Linked DNA regions of Mus musculus: regions 1, 2, 3, 4, 5 and 7 are each linked to region 6. Evidence: chromatin contacts called from public HiChIP or PLAC-seq and promoter capture Hi-C data. All regions are on one chromosome and are shown on one strand. Each heading gives the region's core, a stretch centred on a gene start, on an enhancer-like site or on the middle of the called end of the contact. The rest is flanking DNA. Distances are from core to core; before and after follow the strand shown.

Region 1 (2,700 bases), core at 170-2,669, 1.4 Mb before region 6:
CAAATGAACATGGTGTGACTTAATTAAAAGTGGCAAAATAGTAAAAACCAGAACAAGACATTAGGAGTTTAGTATCTACAAATCTTGAGGCCCTGAGCAAGTCAGATCTCTTTGAATCGATTTTTCACCTTTCAGACAAAGTATAAATATATTGGCACATCTTCCCAGGAAGAACTGTCATGCACACGGAGCATCAGTGCATTAGATGCCACATGAAGTGATAGAGTGAGAGCTTAGACTCTGTAGATAACGTGGATAGATGGAAGAAAAGAAATTGAGTATAGATAGTATAGACCGGGTTTATCAGGTATGTCAGGTGATGCGCCTGTGCCCTCCTTAGTCTCCTCTTGAACTTTAGTAAATAATCCCTAAGATTATGCACAACACAACTCTCCTGAAAACCGCTCCAAAGCTTCCAACACCACACAGCCCCTGATAGGTATTTGTTTTAACTCTAGAGCGTAGGACCTTTAAAAAAAAAAAAAAAGATTTATTTTATTTATAGGAGTACTGTAGCTATCTTCAGACACACCAGAAGAGGGCGTCATATCCCATTACAGATGGTTGTGAGCCACCATGTGGTTGGTGGGAATTGAACTCGGGACCTCTGGAAGAACAGTCAGTGCTCTTAATCTCTGAGCCATCAACGATTGACTGGACTAAGCAAATCTAAGATGGTCCTCTCTCTGGGATTTTTATCTCTATATGGAAGTGTTGCTTTGAAGGTTCATGTCAGGTTATTTAACCTCCAAGGGGTCCCTTTTAAAATCTGTAATGATTTATTCCACAGAAAACGGAATGACTTTCCAATATATCAACTTCCCCCACAGAACTCTGCCCCCCGCCCCGAAACTGTTTTTTATAAACTGTTAAAGAGTACTAGGCGGGCTAGAGACCACACTTGGTTAAATATGACAAAAATCCCACAACAGTCATGTAAGTCTCATTAAGCTGGTAACACGATCTTTCAATAGCAAACCTTTATACACCTCCCAAGATCAGGTGGTCAGCTAACAGAGCCCCATGAATGATTTGAGAGGTAGGGGTGGGGCAATCCCGGACTCTACCCGAGCCATCTTAAAAGCACATGGAAGACAACTGGCAGCACACTACATTGTAATAGAGTGAACATTGAAAGAACTGTTTCAACCATCCTCTCTCCATCCTGACCCGGTAACCCAGCCTAGGTCGCAAAAACCTTCAGAACAAGTTCTATCTGATTTAGATCCACCCACGTCTCCCTCCCTGTCCAACCTGCAGAATGCCTCCGGCTTGTAGGACTCCTCTCTCCTCGCTGGGAGCTACCTTCAAGATCAAATAATCCAAACCCAAGTTTGTAGACTAGCGAACGGTACATCCACAGGACCGAACTCTAGGGAATATCCTTGCGACCTAGGTGCACACAAGGAATGCCAAAGCTGCGTTTCCAGGGCCCTTGCTTGTGACGTCACACCATGCGAGACTACATTTCCCACAAGTCTGTGAGAGGAAATTTTAGAAACTCATGAAAGGATTTGAGTATTTCCTGGTTTTTTAGCTCTGCTTTCTGAGATTGAGGATGTCATTAAAGCAACCAGTCACCAAGCACTGAGTAACTACAGATAAATATCATGTTCTTTTTTAATTTGTAGAACTACAAAATGAATTCATTGAGATGTCTGAATGTGATTAAACCCTTTCTTATTTATTCATTTTACCTACTATTTCTGGTTATTGTAGCTTAAAACCATATGCCTACTTATAGATGCTTATTGTAGCATGGAAAATTAACATAATCATCTAGATTTTTCTTGAAGATACTTACTAAACAAACAATAAACCAAAGTCCCACTCTGGCTTCCTGCCCACACGATAATTAGGTATAGTAGTATGACCAATTAACCCTTTCCACCTGACCCCTAAATTCCCTTTTATACCCTATTGGTGAAACAATGAAGTTGACCTGACACACTTCACTGGTCTCAGGAGATCATTCTATAATACAACCATCTCTAGCCTGTCTGCCATGGTTTACTCCTTTTGTCTTCACTGGTGGCTAACAACCACCCAAGGAGAAAGAAGACCCACATTAAGGCTATCGTCCTCAGTGGTTCACTAGGAAAAAAGTTGCTTCCTTTTTCTGAGATTTTTTTGTTCCTGTTGTTATTTACATTTCAAATGTTATCCCCACCACCCAGTTTCCACTCCGCAAACCCCCTATCCCATCCCCCATTGCTTCCATGAGGGTGCTCGCCCACCCAGCCACCCTAGCATTCCCCTATGCTTAGACATCGATCTTCCACAGGACCAACGGCCTCTCCTCCAATTGATGCCTGATAAGCTACATATGGAACTTGGAGCCATGGGTCCCTATATATGTACTCATTGATAGGTGGATTAGCCCCTGGGAGCTCTGGCAGGTCTGCTTGGTTGATATTGTTGTTCTTCCTATGGGGTTGCAAACCCCTTCAGCTCCTTCAGTACTTCCTCCAACTCCTTCATTGGGGTCCCTGTGTTCAGTCAGATATTTGGCTGCAGGCATCCCCATCTGTATTGGTCAGACTTTGGCAGGGCCTCTCAGGGGACTGCTATACCAGGCTCTTGTCAGCAAGCTCTTCTTGGCATCTGCAATGGTGTCTGGGTTTGGTGTCTGTAAATGGGATGGATACCTAGGTGGAGGAGTTTCTGGATGGCCTTTCCTTCAGTCTCTGCTCCACTCTT
Region 2 (2,700 bases), core at 87-2,586, 1.8 Mb before region 6:
TAAAAAGACATCCCTAAAGAATAAAAATGTGAGCAATCACTAAATAATTTGGAGGTCTAAGAAGATACCTAAAGGGATATTTGAAAAGCATATTAAAATCAATGAAAATTAGAACCAGTCATGGTGGCAACTGCCTGCAATCCTAGCCACTTGAGTGTCGGACTAAAATTCCAAGGCCAGGTTCCGTTAAAAATGGAGATCAAGGTCATCTTGGCTTAATAACACACTTGAAAAATTAAAAAAACGTTTGGGGTGAAGTCCCATGACAGGGCATTTGCTTAGCATATGCAAAGCCCTATGTTCTATCTCCAGTACCTTAACACACAGTAGAAATATAAACACTAACAAATGTGTTAGTGTGTGCAGCTATGTGATACGTAAAGAGAAATGTACAGATTAAGAGATTTAAATTATAAAACAAGCTTTAATCCACACGTTTCACTTCTAGAATCTAAAGAGGAAAATAAATGCAAAGCAAGCACAGAGAAAAAGGTAAAATTTAAAAACAGTGAAGACAAATCAACCAACCCAAAAGTGGTGTCTTTGGCATGACCAAAAACCGTATATCTCCAACATGACTGAAAGATAGAGCCAGATTAAGTACCATTTATGAAAATGGGGAATATCCCTACAGGCCCCACAAGCATTAATAAAATAGTAAGAGAATGCTGTAGTCAGTTCTATGTAGATATGGTTGACAATCAAGAAAAAACGATTTAGATAACGAAAATGCACTCTAGGTGAAACCACTATAAGTTTAAAAATCGTAATCGAATTTAAAAAATGGTAATCGAAAATCTTCAACAATGGAAAATTCTAGGCCTGCGTGGTTTCCCTGTCAAAGTCCAGGGGAAAAAAGTTAAAAAGGAAAAAAAAAAAATCACAACACAAATTCCGCACGATCTCTTGCTCAAAACGTAATGGGGCCTTGATGTCCAAACCATATAAAAAGAGACCTGCATCTTCATAAGCGAAATGCCATGTAGGAACCCAGGAAGACAGATGAAAGCTGCTGCAAAAAAGAAGCGGGGGGCTCAGCCTGACCGCGGTCCCACAGAAAACCCAGGCCGCGTCCACCGGCTCTCCAGGACCTTAGCCACGCCCTTCCCCACAAACCCGCCCAGCCGGCCCCGCCTCCTTGCCCCACGGGCCGAGACCGTTTGTGGTCAAGTGCCATTCGCACGGAGGCAGAGCTATCAGGCCCGGCAGGCCAACCCAGTCTGTCCCCCACGCACCCAGGTCGCGGTGGGGACCCAGGCCGCTGCGCTCTCGTACAGTCTCTTCACACAAAACCAACCGCTGGCCTGGCGCCATGTTTTCAAACCGGACGCTGGCGCGCGGCGCCTGCGCTGTGACGTGATCTGGAACGGGCGGGCGGGACCAAGCCTGCAAGGGGCGGGCCCAGGAGGGTGGGCGGAGCTTCGGCTGTGTTTAAAACTTTCTTTGGGACAGGTTCACCCAAGCCATCCTAATCCGCTGAGCTCTGAGTGCAACCTCACCCTGCTCTGGCTCCTCCCCAGGACAACCCCATTGCGTTCAGTGCGGTTTGTGGAAACAGCTGTTAGTGCCCGGGGCATTCGCACCTACTCCCACTTCCATTCATTTCCTACTCCCTCCAGGAGCCTTCTCTCCTAAGGTTTCTTCCTGTCCCAGCCCCTGAGATGCTCCCCCCCCCCCCCCCCGCCAACCCCCACGCACTTCCAAAAGTTCTCATCATGTGGCTGGAGAGACAGGCTGTGTGCAAAAAAAAAAAAAAAAAAAAAAAAAAATTTCTCCTAACTAAGACACATTGAAAGTCCTTTCATCAAACCTGGGGTCTACTAATAACTTCCAGGCATTGGAGAGATAACTAAGCTTTTCAGAAGCAAATTAAGGCTTGTATGCTTGCCATCTAAGACATGTGGCGCCTCAGGACACAACACAGATTTCAATCACCCTCTCTTATTCTATTTTCTCTGACCAAGATCAGAGTCCAAGTGGGACCTTGGGGAGACGGATGGTCTGTCAGGGACAGACCCAAGACCAGCTTTTCTACTGCAATGAAAGTGCCAGTAGAAACTTGGGAAGTAACGTTTCTGTTTACTAACGTTTTACATCTTCACTGAAGAAAGAGGGACAAGGATTAGCTTTGCACCCTGCAAAGATTCCTACAAGCCTATGATTTCTTACAAGCCTCAGTAAAAGGTTATGCTAATGATTAATTACTACCAAGTACTCTTTCCGGTGGTTTATTAAATACCATCTGCCGTGGTAACATTAGACTGTGGCCAAACCTACATGCATTTAAGCTGTTTTATGTCCTTAAGTTCCATTTGAGGTGTTTAGGAGTGAGCCAGCAGCACTTGAACTTGATTTGGTGCTGGTGAAGACACAGAGCAAGGAACAGTGTTGTGACTCGGAGATAGAGATGATGAGCCAGGCTGGGTCACATCAGGAACAATCCCTTCTGCCTCATAGTTCATAAAGCTTTCCCAACTAGACCTGGAGGTTAGCAGGAACCTTCCTTAGCTGGAGTCCCACAGCCTGGTCTTCCCTACTACCTGGAGAGTTGGCAGGCAGTCCTACCCAGAACATTCTGTTGATCTCACATACACACCCCCCCCCCATGCTGCTCCCAACCTTGGCATTCATCAGCTGTCTGAGATGGGGTAAGAAGAGCCACTGTTGCCATGTATAAGGCTTGTGCTTCTTTTTGTATGC
Region 3 (2,700 bases), core at 99-2,598, 1.9 Mb before region 6:
TGAGTTCCAGGTCAGCCAGGGCTACACAGAAAAACCCTGTTCCGAAAAACCAAGAAAAAAAAAAAAAAACCAAAAAACAAACAAACAAAAACGACAAAAACAAACAAAAAAACAAAAAAAACCCCACTAAAGTATAGCTAGGTCTGGCTGTAATTTCAGCATGCAAGCTGAGACAGAAGAACTTGTTTCAAACACAGACACTCAGACACACACACACACACACACACACACACACACACACACACACAGACACACACCTTCCCTCCCTCAGACCTCAGACATATACAAGAAAGTCATTAGTCAAGATGGGGCTTGGCAGTGTACTGTCTTAGGATCAACTGTAGGGTCCCAGGCCTGCAGTCATACCATCAGCCACCCTCAGGCTAATTAGAAAAAGGAGGTGCCACTAGTTCTTCACACACTACTATGAAAATTAATAAAAATTCAGTGTTTGAGACAAGCCTGAAACATTATGAGCATTCAATCCATGTTAGCAGCCCTTTTAAGGAAAACCTGAAAATGCATAGCTGTAGGGTCTAACCTGGAGTACGTACATAATCTTTGTAACAGGAAATTTGCCACTGGATTCTGGCTTTGCAAATTAAATACTTGCTCTACTGACACTGCACTTCCTTGCACCCCTAATTGACTGGAGATCACTTCTGTCGCTTAGCAGGTCCTATTACATGGAGCTCATCGTTAGGCTGTGCTCCATAGGCCAGTCAGTTGAGAGCTGTGGGGTCCTGCCAGATAGTCTGGGATGGTGGTAGGGTCTGGATGGGATATGCGGCAATGTGAGAGGTGAAACTCAAGAGTAATGTGTGGTGGGATGGAGGGCAAAGTCGGATCATGCTGTTAGGGTCAACTGAAGTGGGGTGGAGGTGTGCTGGGTCATACTAGGTGGGTTCATGTCAGGCTGTTCAGGTCGTGCGAAGTGGGGCCGTACTGAGGGGTGGGACGCTGTGGGGTGGAATCCTAAGAGTTGGGGTAAGGTCGTGCCACTCGGAGTCACGCGTGGTGGGGTCGGATCAGGTCGCGCCCCGCGTGGTCGGACTCCGTATATACGCTCACCTTCCGCTGCGCTGCAGAACCTCCACATGGACCGCGGGCGATTCGGCAACACAGGGAAGCGCTTGCTTCAGGTCGCCCACCGCCTCGTCCATGGCGCCGCCGCCGGGAGCCGAGGGAATGCCGCCGGAGTGAGGCCGCGGTCGCCTCCCTGCGCCCTGTGCGACAGCCTTCTCCGATGTAGGAGGATCCACCTTGGCTAAGGGCCGGCCAAATCCACTTCCGCCGCCCGAGCCGCTCGGCGCTTTGCAACCCGCCCCGCCCCACCGAGCTTCGAATCTGCCGCGCGCTGCGCACCGCCCCACCCTGACCCGGAAGCACTTGGCGGTGGCGAAGGCGCTACTTCCGACTGGCGCAGGTCGAGCTACCGGCAGCCGCTTCTCACCGGATCCCGTGCTATCTCAGCCATGGGCAAAAAGCACAAGAAGCACAAGGCGGAATGGCGCTCGTCCTACGAAGGTGCGGATCCCACGGGCGGGGTCTAGGTTGCCGATACGGGCAGGGGAAGGCGTTCCAGGGGAAGGGCGTGGTCTGTGCTGGGCGGGGTCCCGTGAGAAGGAGGAGCTTAGAGCCAGGTAGTGGACAATCGTAGGAGGGGCGGGGTTAGAGCTGAAAAAGGGAATCTGCTGCGAAGAGGCTATAGGCTTCTTTTTTGGGTCCTGTAGCCACTATGTACCTCCTCTCTGACACCAGGAAGACCCGCAGCAAAAAGAGGGCTTCCGTGAAGGAATTGGGGTCCTGGGTCTCAGGTCGGGTTGTTGTACCCTCGGAATATCCTCAGTGGTGATTTTGTGGTTTGAAAGAGAGGATTGAACACCAATCTGTCAGTTTGAGATTACATAGTCTGTGGTTTTGACAACTCCTTGCTGTCTAGATTCACACCCACAGGGGTGCAGTATTTCTACTCAGTATTTTGCAAGCTTGACCTACGTACGGTCTGTGTGCAGATTATACAGACACGCCACTGGAGAAGCCTCTGAAGCTGGTGCTCAAGGTGGGAGGAAGTGAAGTGACAGAGCTCTCAGGATCTGGCCACGACTCCAGCTACTACGACGATCGCTCAGACCACGAACGGGAGAGACACAGAGAAAAGAAGAAAAAGAAGAAGAAAAAGTCAGAGAAGGAGAAGCACCTCGATGAGGAGGAGAGGAGGAAGCGGAAGGTAAAGGTTCAATGGCCTAAGATGGGTCCCTAATCACGCCTGGCTATACCGTTGCTGCAGTTCTGGGCTTCCAGGGCATCTTCAGGTGATGCCTGTCAGGTGTCAGGAGTGGCTCTTCTTCCCAGTCTGGGGAATGCGCAGACGTGTGCGGAGCCTGCATTACCAGTCTAAAAGGGTTCTGGCTGTTCTGTGCCCTCTATTCTTCCATACTTACAGGAAGAGAAGAAACGGAAACGGGAGAAGGAACACTGCGACTCAGAGGGGGAGGCTGATGCTTTCGACCCTGGAAAGAAGGTGGAGGTGGAGCCACCCCCAGACCGACCAGTGAGAGCCTGCCGAACACAGCCAGGCAAGACCCTGTCCCCAAACATGAGTTTCCTACCTTGTCTATAGCGTGGTTATCTAGTTGTTGGGGACATTTCACAAGCTAAAAATGAGTAAATTCTCTTGAAGACTGGTAAAACAGACAC
Region 4 (2,700 bases), core at 157-2,656, 1.5 Mb before region 6:
CACTTAAAAACAATTCAGGCAATGAAAAATACCTTTGCTGTGCAAATCTCCCACCTGCCTAAGTGGCCAGACTTGCAGTCTCCTGTCTCTGTCTAAACTGGTCAAAGCATAAACTGGATCTGGAATAGGAAAGGAATTTAAGGATGCCAACATATGTGGTAAGCATAAACCTAAGGTGTATACAAGTTAATAAAAATCTTCTATCCTTGACTGTTCCTTTTGGGCATTAGCCAGAGCTGGGCTCAGACTATCATTATTTTTTTTTTTTTTCCTTGAGTGTGTGGAGTGAATCCTGGGCATGGGGTGGGCTCACCTATTTCTGCTACAAAAGAATTCTGCTACAATTATAGGTGGCTGACTTATTATCTCCTGTAAAGGGCTTCAATGATCAGGACTTAAAACCCTTCTTGCAGAGCCCAAGGGATAGAGGTGGAAGTAGGAGTTTGTGGCAGCAAATACAAATCACAGAAATTATCAAGGTTTGAAAATGCCTTCTGGCCTTGCAAGAATAGCTGCCAACTAACCCTTGAACATTTCATTGAACATGCATTTTAATATCTATTTCAGAAAATAGACAACTGCAGCCATAATTTGATGCACAATGCAAGTCGATACTGTTCAATGTCTTAGGGCCTTTACTTTGTAATTAAATTGTTAAGTAGGTAGGTGAGACAGAACTTTAAAGAACCCAACCTGTCAAATTTAGTTTACGTTAATAAAACCCTAGGAGTGTGACGAATAACAGGTGACCGGCAAAGAGTGCACTGAGACAAGATCTGACAATCTGGGAGGCCAACATCAGACCCCTGCAACCCTGAGTCACTGTGTACCTCTTCAAATGCAAAAAGAAGTCGCAAGACTGGATGAACACGGTGCAGAAGTCTCACCTGGTATCTTCAAATATCTCTTTGATATTTAAAAACAGTAGCTAAGGCCACTACACAAAACCTGTAAGCTCATCACTTATAAGTCTTAGTGTCGACACCCAGACTACCAACGGATTACTCGCAGACCCGTCCGCATCCAGAATGCAACAGGCCGGTCCCTCCCTTTAACCTTGGAGAACTTCGCTAGACCAAGACGGGGAAGGCCAGACTCCACGCCCGCGACCTCGGGGTCGTGACCTTCGCCGGAAAGCAGTCGGCTTCGGCCCACTGCACCTTCCCAGACTCAGGCCAACTCGGGTGGAATCGTGGCGCACTCCTAGCGCCTGCCATTTCGTGGCACTAACTCACCGCCCCAGTTAACGCCAAGCGCCGCCCGCGAAGAAGCCTCGAAACTGCGCCAACCCCGGCCATGTCTGCCTTCCCGCAAGCCCCAGCGACAGACTGCGCTTGCGCACCGAGTCGCGCGGGTGTCGGGCTTGGAAGATTCTGCGCCTGCGCAACACGCCCCTCCTGGCTCGCGTGAGTGGTGGTGCGCCTGCGCCCTGTAAACGCGGCGGTGGCAACACGTCTGAGGTAGGGTGGCAGCAACGCTGATGGGCTCTGCTCCAGGGGTAAGTGAGGTGCCAATGTCTTTAAAGTGCTTCTCGGGTGGTTCTTGTTTGCCAAAACAGAGAGGGTCGGATGATCTGGAGAGATGGAAGTAGGGTCCTGGGGCGGAGATCGCAAGCTCCATAAGAGCCCGTTTTGTTGGGCGCTTGAATCTCAACTAATGGGGGGGGGGGGGGGTACATACTGCCCTGGACTTCTAGAGTAGGTAGGAATGATGTCTTGGTGGCTGGACAAGGAGCAGCTAGCTGCACTGGGCTACGTAAAAGCCAGGATACTGAACTAGAAACTATATCCAAAGCTTTCGTCTTCGTTACAGCAGCTGGGAAGCTGGAGGCCCGGCCTGTTGTCATCCTGAAAGCTGCTTAGATCGTGGCTAGCATCCCATATTGCAAACGCGCTCTCATTTGATCACTTTCAGATAGTTTTTCTATTTTTCTAGTGAGTATAGCTGAAATGTTCGGTGGAATTAAATAGCATAAAAAGTAAACCAATAATCGTAATTGTTTCCTGAATTTTCAGTTAATATTAGATTAAGGTTTTCCTCTTGGTGCACAATCTTTATGACCATTATTTTGAATTGTTTAAGTTTACAATGAACCGTTCCCATTTTATTTCTTTGTTTTTTTATTAATAAATAAGGAAATATGGAATATATTCATGCACAACACTTTATATTTTGAATTATTTCCTTGAACTTTATAACCCCAAAATGGATGTTGTTGGTGCAGAGGAAATAAATATGACAGCTTACCCTACAAGGGTTCTGCGTTGGTGGGTTCAACCAACTGCAGATAAAATATATTTGGGGAAAATGTGTCTGTTCGGAGTATGTACAGACTTTTTTTTTAACAAGGGGGAAAATAAAACAGATGAACTACTTAAGTGCCTTTATACCTTATTAGGTATCGGTGACTTAGAGATAAAGTATTGAGCAGATTATATTCAAATACAGCATTGTATATGGGAGCCTTGGCTATCTTCAAGGCTTTTGGTATGAGATGGGGCTCCCCATCAGATATCTGATGGATGGCTATACATAGTAGGAGGTTTTTGAAAGTTGCCTGCTTTTAGTGTGTGTATGTGTGTGTGTGCATACATACATATATATATATGTATATACACATACATATTTCTAAATTAGGCATCTACCATACGTCATACGTATTAATTCTATAGTTCCTATAAACCGTTACATTCTGAGCCA
Region 5 (2,700 bases), core at 2-2,501, 1.5 Mb before region 6:
AGGGACCTCTGTTGCACAGAGCTAACCTTTTTCACTCTTGGGCAAGGTCTACACTATAGCTCCCATTTCAGAGGCTCACATACATTTGTTCTGGAGCTCGGTAAGGCAGCAATGATAATTAAGAAAATACAAACACAGAAGCTTAGCAAACACCTTTACCTTATACCGGTAATGGCAATTTAGTCTTAAGGACTTCTTTGGAAATAATTCCAGGAAGGAAACTGCTTACTGTGAATGAATCAGGCTTCAACTCACCATTGGATAATGCTTGCTGAAGCTCATTGTCTGAAATCACTCCACTCCTGTCTTTATCAACCCTACAAAAACAAACAAACAAACAAACAAACAGAAAACAGGTAAGCTGGTGATTAAATGTAAAGGAAGTATTAAAAATAAAACATAGCCAAGACATCATTTTCATCAATCTACACTAGGTCTGGAATGTTACTCTGGCCAGACCTTCCTCTTTGCTCAGCTGGAATGTCACACGCCCCCAGGTGTGCCAGAGACTAATGAACAACCAGAAGCAGTAGGAGGGGTTGAGTCATCTTTTCTCTATTCCTTTCAAGCTTTCTGTTAGCTCTTCAAGTCTGCTTAATTTATACCTGCACCAGTTCATCATAATAGGTAAAGAAAGATTCTCTAGGACGAATAAGTCATTCTTTGGCACGAGTCAGTGGAAAGACAATCAGTCATTCAGAAGGACGGCCAGGGACAGAAGACATGCAATAGCAGCCAGCTCTTTTCACTGATGCCGTTTTCCTGATTCAAGATTTGTCCTGTTTCTAACGCAAGCACCTGACCCTGTAGGGCGACTGTTCCGCGCCCTTCGGCCCTGGGCAAAGTCACTGCCAACATGACCCTGAACCCTGTGCTATTGTAGAAGAGAGAAAGTCGGGGATGGAGGGGAGTAGGAAGGACTGGGAAGGAGGTCGGGGGATGAAGGGCTGGGGAGAGGGAGGACTGGAGAATAGGCCCTGAAAACTGAGGACCGACCCAAGGGCCGAAGGAGCTGAGCGGCGCTGGCCTTACCGCTGGAAGACGTTCCACAGGAAGCTCTGGTCTGGCAGTGCAGCTCCAGCAGCAGGGCCGGGGCCACCACCCGGGCCTGGGCGGTAGGAGTAGGCAGCCATGGGCTGATGCACAGCGGCAACGCGGCCCAGCTCCACAAGCTATGCTTCCGCCTCAGTTATGGGGCAGGACCAGGAGCCCACAACTTCCTGGGAACAACGGAAGCGCGCACCTTTGAGTCACTTGGCAGGCGTGGTCCGTTGCCACGCAACGTCTGGAGGGCCTTGGGGTTAGTCTGAGCTCCGCCTCCTACTCTTGCCCGGCCTTGGGTGTCCCTTTCCTTTTCAGCCCCACCCCGCTCCGCCCTCCTGTGTGTCTCAGCCCGAAGCTGCGGCGGGTGAGCTCAGAAGAGACCACGCCATGAGGGGCCGACCCAAGCTTACAAAACGCCTCGACCTGTAACGGAAAGTGGTGAAAGCTTTCACTTGGACCGACGGCTTCCCTTTACGTCTGCATTAGTATTTAGTGCGAATGTGATGTGCACCAACCGCATGAAGTCCTCGGCGGAAACGCAAAGTGCATTTTGTGCACTCTGGAGTTTGTCCGTCTGTCCATACTACACCTTCTTGCCTTCCCACTTGCTTATATCGGTTTATGCCCAGCCTCCCTAGGTTTGCAGTGACTTCATTTGTAAATGGCCCGAGTGAGGTTTGGTCCTGAGGTGAGAGCTGTGTTTTCTCCACCCCTTACTTGGACTTCTGTACTTTTGGTGGTTACTCCTTTTAATTATAAGTATTCCTTCTTTCGTTCTAGATACTAATTCTATGGTGCTTTTATAGTTTGGAATGTCCCTAAATGGGAAAATGCATAGCATTGGGGCAACTACCAACCGGTCACATTCACGGGCTGTCAGGCCATCCTTCCACCTAAATCTGAATACTGTGAATAGCTCAAGATACAGATTACTCCGTTCTGCCATAGGATTATTCCAGCCTTCCTGTAGTCCTCATCCAGGGACAGACTTATAATAAGAACTGCTATGCTGTCTTTATGGGGGGTTTGTTTACCCCATAACTAAAGAAGAGGGTGAAGAGACCAAGGGCCAAGAGTATGGCCTTGTACATCTGAAACTTCCATGTGGATAATCATCCATTATTTAGCACAGCTATAGATCTGATCAAGTCCCAACTGTATCGTTTTCTGCTCCATTTCTCTTGTTCTTAGGACATCTTAAGAGACTTTCAAATTGCTCAAAGAAACATCTTATAGCTTTGACATTTACCTCAAAATCTACAAAATTCTTTAAGAAAGGTAGATTTTTTTTCCAGGATTTGGCGAATTCATTTTTTATAATTTCTCATAAACTGTTCATCTCACTTTTGAATAATCTTTTAGACTTTTCTGGTTCTTTTATTTAGAATCTGAGATCTATTTTTATTCTGTCCTCTCTCTGGCTCCTTTTCTCTTTACCAGAAATACAAAAATATTAATCATAATTTTCCTACTTGAACTGGAAGTTTTCCAGTACAGAGAAACTTCAGCAGACCCGAGGCTGCTGAATCCGGGACTCTACCAGCTGTTTGCTGACTTTGGAATGCTATAAAGGTCCAGTCCCAAAGAGACCACCTTCTGCAACAGCTTACAGGTAGTTGTCTTCCAGGTGCCACCATCTATCTCCTTGCCCTATCT
Region 6 (2,700 bases), core at 184-2,683:
CAGATTGCAACAAAGAGGAGGTAAGGAAAACAGGAGTGGCAAATATTGAGACAGGGCAGAATGCAAGAGACCGAAGATCATGGTGGTTCTCAAAATGATCTTTGAGATAGATGAGAGAGTCAGATTGTTAGGAAAAGGAGGAAGGGAAAGACCAGACAAATGAGAAGGAGAGAAAGACTCTAAAGGAACAGCCTGAGCTGGGTGCTTATTCCCCAGGGTCATGTGAACAGCAAGAACCCTCAAGAGGTCCTTGAAACAGCTGGCATCAGAAGGTTGCCAGAAAGTTAAGACTCTAGCCCTAAACTTGTTCAGAATTGTGGGAAGCTATGGGCTGAGAGGTCTACAACCCTGCCATGGGCCAGCCACCTCAGCCATGCAGCCAGGCCGCTTCTCCGTTGGCAGAACTCTCTCTCCGCTTCTTCTGTGGCCCTGACTATTACCATCTGACTGTTATTTTGCCATTTGATGTGGGTAACAGTGAGAGTGACAAAGAAAGCAGCCCCCAGAAGTCAGTTTACTTCTCTTTGGTCACAATGTGCACCAGAGCCGTCACCAGGACATGACTGTAGTCTGACCTCCTGTAAGATACTCTGGTTCTACTGTGGAGCTGGTTGCTTGCTTGGAAAGGTGCTTCAGTCTGACAGGAGTTTTCTCTTCGACTTGCTTATCTACCTCAGCACCACCTCCCAAAGCACCTCAGCTCACTGTCAAAACAAGTCAGACAGGAAAAGATCCACATTCTGTCTGGAATCTCAGGTCAGGGGTTATGGGAGAATTTGTTTCTTACTGAACTGCTATTCAAAGGTCACCAGCCCTAAGGCTTTTGGAGTAAGAGAGACCTATTAAAAAGCTTAGCTTCACAGGTAGGCCCCGTGGCAAAGTTCAGTCACAAATCTACCCCACTGAAAAGGGCTCATTGTTCACCATGAACTCAGAGCATGGCACCCCACTTTTTAAAGACAGAGAGAAAGTACAGACAAGCACATTTTTACATGTCAAGAACCAAGTCCACTAATCACACAAGTACCCACCTTACAGGGCAAAGAAAGCATGCCGGTGCAACCCACAAGGCCCAATCACTATGCAGTCCCCACATCCTATGAAGAGCCAAAGCTTTCCTGAATGGTTGTGTTTTTATTTTTCAAAACAACCGTGTTTCCAAAAGAAGAGAGAGAGAGAATTTGTTCTAAGAGGACCTGGGGCCTCCTACCCAGAAACTGGTCTGCGCTGTCTCTGCTACCCTAGAGGGTGACTTAGTTCTGTTCTTGGGGAGGACACAAGACAGCCTGTTATAGCTTACACAGCCAGTGTGCAATGGTAGGCCTAGGAAGTACTGACTCATACCAAAATGAACTGACTTTGGGGCTGGCCCTTTAAAACTGAAGCATCCTACTTGGTAACTCCTCCTCCAAGGAGGTTCCTTATTAAATGAGAGCTGCTGGCTAAGCGCCGCTGCATTACCGGACCATTACTTTCAACTGCACGTTCCTCCCTGGAGAAGCTGCAGCCTGTCAGCATGGCTCAGGAGTTTGTGAACTGCAAGATCCAGTCTGGGAAGGTGGTCGTGTTCATCAAGCCCACCTGCCCCTACTGCAGAAAGACCCAAGAAATCCTCAGTCAACTGCCTTTCAAACAAGGTCTTCTGGAGTTTGTGGACATCACAGCCACTAACAACACCAGTGCGATTCAAGATTATTTACAACAGCTCACCGGAGCGAGAACAGTGAGTGTGTTTAAATGCTAAGGAAGCGCTGGGGTGTTGCTGTTTCCTTTCCAGAGCTTTGTAGACAGCTAGCTGTGCCTTTTCTAGGATGCCGTTGCCTGGGCTCTGTCCTTCAAAGCAGCCAGAGGACTTTGCAGGGTGTGGGGGAGGGACTCAAGGGAAGACACTGCTCAAATGAGTGGGCAGCAGGACTGCCTGGGAGGACCAGAAGGCAGAACGCTGGTTGGTGTGTGGATAGTGGGCCTGACAGCTGGGCTGGCGGCAGTTAAGTGTTTATCTGAAGGCTTTGTTTTAAGCACTATTTTGAACTGGCAGTGTTCTTCTGGCAAGGCAGGAGGCAGCTTCGAGGCTGGATGTGATCTCTAGCTTTTATGTTATGGATGGGGGCCATAGGCACTCTCTTCCCCCTGTTAGCATGTAGTGGGGTCTGCGGCCCTTCCTTTTCTTTGCACTAGGCTTTCTTTCTTTATCACCTAGTTTGTCCATTCTTACCTAGCCCCACCCACTAGAAAAGTAAATCCTGGACTCCATTTTTGCCTGTGCTGCCTTAATTGTAGGATATTTTCAGGTCTGGTTATCATGATAACTTACTGTATGATCTGATGGATTCTTGCCTTGGAGATCCATCCTCAGTGACGCAGGCTGCAAGATTAGAGGGAGCGCTTCAAAGTCCTGTTCCACAAATCCATATGCAGCTCTCTAAGAACACCTTCCTCCTCAGAAAAGGCTTTCTTTGTGCCTGGGCTGCTGCTGGAATGCCCAGCTCAACAGACTCCAGTGCTGGAAAGTGAGCTTGTTGTACAGTTAACTGGAGTGTTGGGGACAAAGCCGAGGCAGCCCCAACAAGCCAAGAACCTTGGCCACCTGCCTCCAATACCAACTAAAGTGACGCGTGACAGTGAAAAGCAGAGGAAAGAAACTTCCTCAGTGAGGCTTCATTGGGAAGCTGAAAAAATACAGATGTCCATGGATGCCCA
Region 7 (2,700 bases), core at 174-2,673, 1.6 Mb before region 6:
GCTAAGAAGATTTTACCTTAACAGAGAGAAGCAGGGATATCTCACAGGCGTAAGACAGTCACACAGAGAGTATTTATACAGGGACTTAAGACTATGTCAAAGGCAGCTCTAACACAATTCTTAGCCCTATAAAAGATCAGCTTTTCATTTCTGGAGCTCACCCTAGTGCTGCCCAAGTCCATGGGGTAGTTAGTCACTGGAAGGCAACAACTATTACCTACACTTCAGCAGCAGCCCAGTGGGCAAACACGAGTCTTATACTCCCTTACCATTGCTCTGGGTGGCCAAGATACCACTTCTTACTTTTGAACACTTCTAAAAACAAAGATAAGACAGCAAAAGGTAATTTATTGTCCTTACTTGAGTAGCTTGTTTCCCCTAAGCACAAATGTACCCGGTCAATCACCCTTTAGTCTAATATCTAATACTATCCAAGTCATGGACCTACAATGGCTATTTGCTGACTATCCAGCAAATGAGGGAATTAATAACACTGTTTCCTTTAATTTCAGCTACTCAACAGCCACAGATGTGATAAAGACCTACCTTCTGGAATCTTTCACTCTATTCCCAAGTAGTCTCAGAAAACCACTAAAATCCATTGTACATTTCCAGTTATGTAGCTTCTCCCTGTGTATTTCTCTCTTTGCATTTTCATTCAAGTGGAACAGCATTGCAAACACCATCTTCATCTTCTGACTATAAAATTACTCGTACCCAGACAGGAAATCTGAGCAGGCCACAGAAAGAGGATTCCACAACCACTTCTAACAGGACTGATTCACTGCGGGCTTTTTTTTTTTTCTTTTGCTTTAGTTTGACATGTTATCTTCAGCATTCCCAAAACATTAAAACTTGTATAATTCTATTTACAGGACTAGGTATTAAACATAATACCAAACCATCCCTCTGGCATGGAGTCCCCCACTCCAGCTGACAGGTGAAAGGCACTCCTGTGGCAGTGTTACAAGCCAGATGCAAAAGGAAAGCTGACCCAAAACCAAAAAAGCTTTGCAAGAAAGAGTCCACTCATAAACCTGAACACAGAGAATCAAAAACTAAAAAAACTGTACTGGATCGCCACCAAATCTGCTTCCAATGGCAGCTTGAGGACTGTCAGATTTCCGGCCTCTGGGGCAAAAGGGAACTCTGAGGGTAGAAGCAGCCCCGACCAAGGAGATGGGAGGGACGCACACCGAGGACAAACCCAAACCCGCCCAGGGACCCGCACTAGAGGGTGTCGCATCCCGCCAGAAACGTCGGCCGATGCTGTCCCTCGCCAAGGACAAACCCACTAAGGGGTACACTGTGCCACAGTCGAGGGCCCAGCGCCCCGCCCACCGCACAGGCACCCAAGGCTGTCAGAGCAGAGCTTCCTCACCGTCCGCAACGCCGCTGCCACCTCCCGGAGCCGGACCGGAAGTGTGCAACGCGGTCACTTCCGTTTCCGGCGTCTGGGCGGAAGGATGGGCTCTGGGTAACCTTGAAGGCGCTGTACGGGCGATCTTTCTGTAGACTCTTAGGAAACTTGTGCTTCTGGTGACACAGACTCAGGATCAGGGATTACAGATTCAGGCCTGGCTCCGCCGTCTGACGTTTGGCGCTCTCCCGACCCTCTTATTTTAAGTAGCACCTATTGTACCCACCCTTTCTCTCCGGATTAACCACTTAGGTTTGCCCTTGCTCAGTTCCTCCCCTTAGCTACCTTAGTCTCTCCACACCTCTCCATATCTTTACTGTGTCTTGTATTCAAGATTCCACTACTTATATTTCGTATATTTGTTTCTTCTTGCTGTCCTCGCCCTCATCCCCCAGAGGTTTCTGACAGCAAGTAGATTTCAAGTATTCAGGACAGTGCCACAGAGAGTGGGCTGCCTGCTGATAGCTGCTCGCGTAGCACGTAGAAGCGGCGAAGAAAACAAAACCACGAGCAAAACAGCAGCTGGTGGAATTACTCCAGCTGAAGGAAGCAGTGAAGCATCGAGTCGCCCCGGTACCTAGAACAGCCAGAAACTTTGTTCTACCTCTGCAGATACAGAGATTTCCCCACACTGTTACGAACTTTTAGTAAATTTTGGCGGGGTTTAGGTTCTTCCACTCACCCATCAGGTATGACAACCCTACCCTGACAGGTTTGGTTGTGTTTTTTTTTTTTCACCTTTTCTGCATACATTTGTTGAGTTGTGTGCCTATCCATAACATCACTACAAAGTCTGGCTCTCCCAAGCCAATGGATGATGGGGTAAATCTTCAGTAAATGAAAGAACAGTATAGGTAACCTGTCATAACCACAATGCAAATTATATGATGAAGTCAGTCTTTTAAAGATGCAGACCCTCCCTTAGTGTAGGGGTTGCAACTGGGAAAGTGCCCTGACCCCTTAGTTTATGACAAAACAGGAGAAATTTCAGCTTCATGAATGTTTAACTGCAAAGTGGGGAGGCACAGCTACCAAGACAAAGCTGCGGTTTTCCTTAGTTACCTTATATCCAACCCTAATCTCCTGCTGCCCACTATATAGTGGAGTGTTTAGTCATGGTGCTCCCTAACGAATTCAGTTAACTAGCCTAGTTAGATGTGAACTGCTTCAGTAGATGACTCAGCTTGTTTCCTTTCAATTAAATAAATAAAATAAGAATCTCAGCTTTTGTTTTTGGTAAGCCACAGAGTGACAAAGCTCAGGATACTTTTGAGTGTACA

What was found. Promoter capture Hi-C pulls out the DNA fragments that hold promoters and counts their contacts. HiChIP or PLAC-seq counts read pairs in DNA pulled down with a chosen protein or histone mark.
Region 1: a contact with region 6 is called in a promoter capture Hi-C map of neural stem cells. The contact joins the promoter of Zfp72 here to the promoter of Glrx in region 6. A contact is called at or near these places in 4 of 39 promoter capture datasets (cranial neural crest, hippocampal neurons, liver and 1 more), 1 of 484 Hi-C or Micro-C datasets (B cells), 1 of 115 datasets of contacts at active chromatin or transcription factors (astrocytes) and 1 of 9 other capture datasets (liver).
Region 2: a contact with region 6 is called in a promoter capture Hi-C map of pre-B cells. The contact joins the promoter of Cep72 here to the promoter of Glrx in region 6. A contact is called at or near these places in 4 of 39 promoter capture datasets (the C10 cell line, cranial neural crest, liver and 1 more).
Region 3: an H3K27ac HiChIP or PLAC-seq map of microglia shows a contact between it and region 6, with 5 times the contacts expected there. The contact joins the promoter of Trip13 here to the promoter of Glrx in region 6. A contact is called at or near these places in 1 of 484 Hi-C or Micro-C datasets (CD4 T cells), 1 of 115 datasets of contacts at active chromatin or transcription factors (microglia) and 1 of 9 other capture datasets (liver).
Region 4: a contact with region 6 is called in a promoter capture Hi-C map of pre-B cells, with 5 times the contacts expected there. The contact joins the promoter of Ccdc127 here to the promoter of Glrx in region 6. A contact is called at or near these places in 7 of 39 promoter capture datasets (the 3T3-L1 cell line, the C10 cell line, cranial neural crest and 3 more), 1 of 115 datasets of contacts at active chromatin or transcription factors (astrocytes) and 1 of 9 other capture datasets (liver).
Region 5: a promoter capture Hi-C map of liver shows a contact between it and region 6, with 2.6 times the contacts expected there. The contact joins the promoter of Pdcd6 here to the promoter of Glrx in region 6. A contact is called at or near these places in 4 of 39 promoter capture datasets (the C10 cell line, liver and pre-B cells) and 1 of 115 datasets of contacts at active chromatin or transcription factors (stem cell-derived neural progenitor cells).
Region 7: a promoter capture Hi-C map of liver shows a contact between it and region 6, with 2.7 times the contacts expected there. The contact joins the promoter of Exoc3 here to the promoter of Glrx in region 6. A contact is called at or near these places in 5 of 39 promoter capture datasets (the C10 cell line, hippocampal neurons, liver and 1 more).

The regions. Positions count from the first base shown.
Region 1 is chr13:74,389,410-74,392,109 of GRCm38.p6, forward strand. Zfp72 (zinc finger protein 72) reads right to left here and starts at 1,420. Exons shown (of 5, transcript NM_001374038.1): 1 at 1,255-1,420.
Region 2 is chr13:74,060,949-74,063,648 of GRCm38.p6, forward strand. Cep72 (centrosomal protein 72) reads right to left here and starts at 1,337. Exons shown (of 12, transcript NM_028959.3): 1 at 1,236-1,337. The coding sequence starts at 1,314.
Region 3 is chr13:73,936,419-73,939,118 of GRCm38.p6, forward strand. It overlaps Trip13 (thyroid hormone receptor interactor 13), which reads right to left and starts at 1,349. Exons shown (of 13, transcript NM_027182.2): 1 at 1,072-1,349. The coding sequence starts at 1,163. Brd9 (bromodomain containing 9) reads left to right here and starts at 1,410. Exons shown (of 16, transcript NM_001378947.1): 1 at 1,410-1,527; 2 at 2,016-2,230; 3 at 2,447-2,579. The coding sequence starts at 1,476.
Region 4 is chr13:74,348,911-74,351,610 of GRCm38.p6, forward strand. It overlaps Ccdc127 (coiled-coil domain containing 127), which reads left to right and starts at 1,407. Exons shown (of 3, transcript NM_001168659.1): 1 at 1,407-1,498. It overlaps Sdha (succinate dehydrogenase complex, subunit A, flavoprotein (Fp)), which reads right to left and starts at 1,330. Exons shown (of 15, transcript NM_023281.1): 1 at 1,236-1,330. The coding sequence starts at 1,298.
Region 5 is chr13:74,316,075-74,318,774 of GRCm38.p6, forward strand. It overlaps Pdcd6 (programmed cell death 6), which reads right to left and starts at 1,252. Exons shown (of 6, transcript NM_011051.3): 1 at 1,033-1,252; 2 at 256-317. The coding sequence starts at 1,133.
Region 6 is chr13:75,838,453-75,841,152 of GRCm38.p6, forward strand. Glrx (glutaredoxin) reads left to right here and starts at 1,434. Exons shown (of 3, transcript NM_053108.4): 1 at 1,434-1,723. The coding sequence starts at 1,517. It overlaps Gm41005 (a long non-coding RNA gene), which reads right to left and starts at 2,616. Exons shown (of 2, transcript XR_873685.2): 1 at 2,315-2,616.
Region 7 is chr13:74,207,277-74,209,976 of GRCm38.p6, forward strand. Exoc3 (exocyst complex component 3) reads right to left here and starts at 1,424. Exons shown (of 13, transcript NM_177333.4): 1 at 1,382-1,424.